2 separate regions of the Macaca mulatta genome follow, and region 2 is linked to region 1. A link is a contact called in public Hi-C data. All regions are on one chromosome and are shown on one strand. Each heading gives the region's core, a stretch centred on a gene start, on an enhancer-like site or on the middle of the called end of the contact. The rest is flanking DNA. Distances are from core to core; before and after follow the strand shown.

Region 1 (2,553 bases), core at 24-2,523:
GTAGAAACAACCCAAATGCTCATCAGCTAATGAATAGGTAAACAAAAAGTGGTGTATCTATGCAGTGGAATAGTATTCAGCCCCAAGAAATAATGATGTACTTAAACATTCTACAATGTTAACGAAGCCTGAAAACATTATGCTAAGTGAAAGAATCCAGACACAAAAGGTCACATATTGTATGACTCCATTTATATGAAATTTTCAGACTTGGTAAAGCCATCTTCCAGAAGTACAGCCGTAGAGACAGAAAGCAGACTAGTGGTTGCCAGGAGTTGATGGGAGAGGGAAAGAGGAAGTGATTGCTTAATGAGTATGGTGTTTCCTTTTGGGATGATGAAAAGATCTTCAACTGGATAGAGGTGCTGGTTGCACAGACTTGTGAATGTAAGTGCCACTGAACTGCACACTTTAAAATGGTTAATGGTTAATGATTAATTTTGTGTTATGTGAATAAAAAGAAAAAAATCCAACCAGGTACGGTGGCTCACGCCTGTGATCCCAGCACTTTGGGAGGCCCAGGAGGGCGGATCACTTGAGGTCAGGAGTTCCAGACTAGCTTGACCAACAGGGTGAAACCCCATCTCTACTAAAATAAAAAAATTAGCTGAGCGTGGTGGCAGGTGCCTGTAATCCCAGATATTTGGGAGGCTGAGGCAGGAGAATTACTTGAACCCAGGAGGTGGAGGTTGAAGTGAGCCAAGATCACGCCACTGCACTCCAGCCTTGGTGACAGAGTGATACTCCATCTCAAAAAAAAAAAAAAGAAAGAAAAGAAAAGAAAAAGAAAAAAGAAAAAAGAAAAAAATCCAATGCTTTTTTTTTTTTTTTTTTGAGACGAGGTCTCACTACGTTGCCCAGGCTGGGCTCAAGCAATCCTCCCACCTCAGCCACCCTCTCCCCAAAACTCCACTTCCCACCCCCAGTCACAGAAACTGCTGACATGTACCCCAGTGCCTGGCTCTTTTTTCTTTTTCAATACATAAGAAATAAAATCGAATGAAAATTTGGCAGGGGGGAAGAAGTATATGGGCTCTCATGTAACTGCAAAGTCCAGTATGAATCCTGCTGACTTCAGACACGACTGTATCCTGAGGTTCAGCAATGTTGTCAAGGTTTCGTCTCCATCTCAGCAGCCCTTGTGTGTGGGAGGAGAGGGACACTGCCAATTCTGGTGTCACATGAGGCTGAGTAAAGAAGAGAGGAAGCTGCTTCCTGGAATGGGTCACGTGGACCTGCGGATATAGACACATCGTTGGTCCAATCACCAGGGACTCCAGGGTATGGAGTCTTCTGACTCATCTGGCTCAAACTACGTGGTCACCCTCACGGTTAGCCCACGCTGGAGGTGAGAGGCAAAGTGTGAGGTCAACGCCACCCAAACCTTATGGACAGAATGGTCTCTATGGAATGAGGAAAGGTGATTGCCAGGCAGAGGAAAGAATGCTGGGTAGCAAAATGAATCCTCCATAGGGCCTTCGCTGGCCTTTCTTGCCCTCCATCCAGGAAGAGCCTCCCTTCTTTCCCTACTGTGTGCGAAGGCTCCACTCCTTCCCTAAGCAACTCTGCCCACTCAGACCTTCCTGGGCAGCACAACTACACTCAGGAGGAGAAACCCAACCCTGGAGGCCATCGTGTTAATTTTGTTTTCCAGAGAGCAACTTGGCACTGAACTGAATTCTGATTGTTCTTATCCTTTAACTCTGCATGGATGCTTTTAGGAATATGTTCTAAAGAAAAGTTCAGCAAGATTCAAAGACGTATGCACATAAGGATGACCTTAGGTAACCGTTTATCAACTTGGAAACAACATAAGTGGGCATCAACAGGGGAGGGGTTGCAAGGTGCAGTGGCTCACACCTATAATCCTAAAACTTTGGGAGGCTGAAGTGGGAGGATTGTTTGGGCTAGGAGTTTGGGGCCAGGCTGGACAACATAGTGAGATACTATCTCTACAAAAATTTAAAACCAGCCAGATGTGGCCGGCCATGGTGGCTCAGGCCTATAACCCCAGCACTTTGGGAGGCTGAGGCAGATAGATCACCTGAGGTCAGGAGTTCGAGACCAGCCTGGCCAACATGGTGAAACACCCTCTCTACTAAAAATACAAAAATTAGCTGGACACAGTGGCACACATCTGTAATCCCAGCTACTCTGGAGGCTGAGGCAGGAGAATTTCTTAAACCTGAAAGATGGAGGGTGCAGTGAGCTGAGATCATGCCACTGCACTCTAGCCTGGGTGACAGAGTGAGACTCCATCTTAAAAAAAAAAAAAAAAAAAAAAAAAGCCAGATGTAGTGGTGTGCACCTGTAGTCACAGCTATTTAGGAGGCTGAAGTGGGAGGACTGTTTGAGTCCAGGAGTTTGAGGCTACAGCACGGCACTCTAGCCTAGGAAACAGAGTGAGACTCTATCTAAAAACAAACAAACAACAGCAATGACAAAAATCGGTTAATTTAATTAATTTAATTAATTTTGGGGGGTTAAATTATGATGAAGACAAATGAAGGTCAGCCATGCAGCTGTTTCAAAGGATAATTCATTTCTGCATTT
Region 2 (2,553 bases), core at 27-2,526, 210 kb before region 1:
CTCTCCCCTAAGACCAACTGGGGCTGCCCAATTCGATTCAAATAAAAACTGCTGTGGTCTGAGGCTGGCTGTCTCACTCTGCTGACGGTCCTCCCCATTCGGTGTCTGTGAAAATTAACTTTCTACCTCCTGAAACGACTCAGCTTGCAAGCAAAAAGTTATTCCAATGCAAACTATACCTGATCTTTTCGTGAAACTTAGAAACTAAACCTAAAACTCGACTCCCATTCTCAATCCATTACTACCACTTCTGCTAAAGGTAAGATAACTTACAGCCAAGAAACAAAACAAAACAAAACAAAACAAAACACGATTTTCTCTCCATGCAGTGGCCCTGTGACGACACCCCCTGTCTTACTGGTACAAAGTCTAGAGCTTGGGACAGCTGGCTCCCCTCAGCCCCCTCCCTTTCAGTCATAGGCGGTTACCACCAAGATGACTTGTAGATTTCTAACTTAAAAACCAACGAGACGTTCAGTTTAATATACACATAGATCCCAAATCAATTCATTTGGGCATGGGCGAAAAGAGGGTGGAAAGGGACGTTTTTAACATAAACAAAAACACCGGGAAATTCACAAAAACGCACTACAGCAAGTTGGATGCAAACCCGGCCACGGAACTCAAAAGTGAAGCAGCCTTCGCGCCAGCAATCCGAGCCTTAAAAAGTCTCGCACGTTCACAACAACACAACCGCCACAACGCGCACACACATCCCAGCTGTAGAGGCGACAGCTCCAGGCGCCCCCACCCGCCGCTCGGCTCTCAGAGCTCCCGACCCCCTCCTGACCCCGGCCCTGCCCCCAGCGGCTCAGCCCGCAGGCGCCCGGGGTCCGAGAGCGCGGGGCCGGGGCCGCGGGAGGGAGCGCTCCTCCCGTACCTGTTCCGTCCCCGGCTCCCTCCCGCTGCGGCGCCCGGCCCCTCCTCCGCCCTCAGGGCTCTCCCGGCCCTGGCCGAGTCCCAACACCGCCCCCCATCCACCCGGAGCCCCAGCGCCCACGGATCCCCTCCAGCCCGGCGCCGGGAGAACTTACCACATGCAGCTCCACCTGGGAACTAACGCATCAGGAGGGGTTTCCGCCCACTCCTCAGCTACTCCAGCTCCATGCGGAGTGCCCCGCTCCAGGGGCCCGAGGGTGGCGCCGGGGAGCGGGCAGCAGGCGAGGCCGAAGCTAAGACTCCGCCGTCCTCTGCCTGCGCTCCCCGAGCATTATACAATGGTGGAGGCGGCGGCGGCAGGCAGCACAGGAGGAAGCGAGAGGCGGGCGGAGGGGGCGCCCTGACCGAGCGAGCGGCAGCTCGTGCTCCAGCACTCGCCGTGCAGGAGTGACGTGCGGCCCGCGAGCCTCCCGCGAGCTCCGGGCCCCGGCGCCGCAGGCCCCGCCCCTCGCCGCCCGGCCCCGCCCCCGCCGGCCCCGCCCCGGCCCGCCTCTCCCCCGCGGTCCCGGGAGGCGCGATAAAGGCCGAGCCCGGCCGCGGCCGCCAGAGGAGCAGGAAGGGGCGACAGAGCGCAGGGGCGGCGGGTGGCAGCGCCGCCCCCAGCTCCCTCCCGGGCCGGCGCGCCCCTATTTTCTCGTAAGGACGGGCTGAAAGAGGAGGAGAGAGAGAAGGAGACACTCCGGCCTGAGGACCACCACTGCCACTAGTAACGCCCCCCATACTCTAGAAGCGCTCAGGCGAATGACGAAGCGGCTGGTGACAAAGGCGGCGGCGAGTGCAGCGCGTGCACAGCCCGCGGAGTCGCGCGACCGCAAATATGACAAGCATTTGAGCTATTTGGCAACGTGGGGCCGGTCAGCGGGGCGGGCAGGGTCCCCGCGGGGGGCGAGGGGCAGAGAACTGGCCCGGGCGCCCGTCTCGCTGCCTGCGGGGTTCCTGGGCGGGGGTCCGCTGCGGGACACTCCTCCGAGGCCCGCACGGGTCCGAACGGCAGGATGGGGGCTCCAACCGTGAGTCGGGGACAGAAAAAGTCCCTTGCCCTCGTGGCCTCAGCCCGACGCGCGAAGTGGGTCACCAAGTCCACGGCACTTGGGGAGCCGGACCGAAAGAGTTGCATCCTTCGGGGTCGGCCGGGCCGCGGTGCAGACCCGGCAGGAGGGAAGCCAGGCTAGGAGACGCAGCCAGGTCGGAGGCGCCCACAAGTTTCACGTTGGTGGCCTTTCCCTCCCGTGGAGTAAGCTTATGCTTGGAACTACTTAAATTTACCAGCGAAATTTATACTAGTTGGAAGAGAACGTGTGTATGCTCAAATGGTGAGAATTTAAGAGCACTAGGGAAAGAGGCCAGAGAGATGGTTCGACTGGAAAATTAATGATTATTTTAAAAATTACATGTGCATTCAGTGTAAAGATGTAAAAAGCAATGCAGGCAGGCACCTTAAAATTTTGGCTGGCACCCCAATCAATATCATTTCAGATCACTTTGGAGTTTAATGGTTCACTATGCTAGTTGTATTTAAGGATAATAAAGCTTTAAGACCTAACATAAAGGTGATTGTAAGTCGTTAACATCAAGAGAAATTTAGACTTGTTTAAACTGTTCTGTAATGATTTG

What was found. A called contact is a pair of places that touch in the nucleus more often than the background predicts.
Region 2: a contact with region 1 is called in a Hi-C map of round spermatid, with 2.6 times the contacts expected there. The contact joins the promoter of SERTAD2 here to the enhancer-like site in region 1. A contact is called at or near these places in 7 of 14 Hi-C or Micro-C datasets (cortical neurons, fetal cortex germinal zone, fetal cortical plate and 4 more).

The regions. Positions count from the first base shown.
Region 1 is chr13:59,870,336-59,872,888 of T2T-MMU8v2.0, reverse strand. It overlaps LOC144333762 (a long non-coding RNA gene), which reads right to left. Exons shown (of 3, transcript XR_013402756.1): 3 at 178-1,235. Among named protein-coding and RNA genes, the nearest start is that of SLC1A4, 140 kb to the right of the region's middle. Within about 2 kb of position 1,273, at least 16 of the 40 cell types and tissues checked have an H3K27ac peak or open chromatin away from gene starts, as enhancers often do. A contact at or near this core is called in cortical neurons, where this site is marked.
Region 2 is chr13:60,076,298-60,078,850 of T2T-MMU8v2.0, reverse strand. It overlaps SERTAD2 (SERTA domain containing 2), which reads right to left and starts at 1,276. Exons shown (of 2, transcript NM_001261684.1): 1 at 1,035-1,276.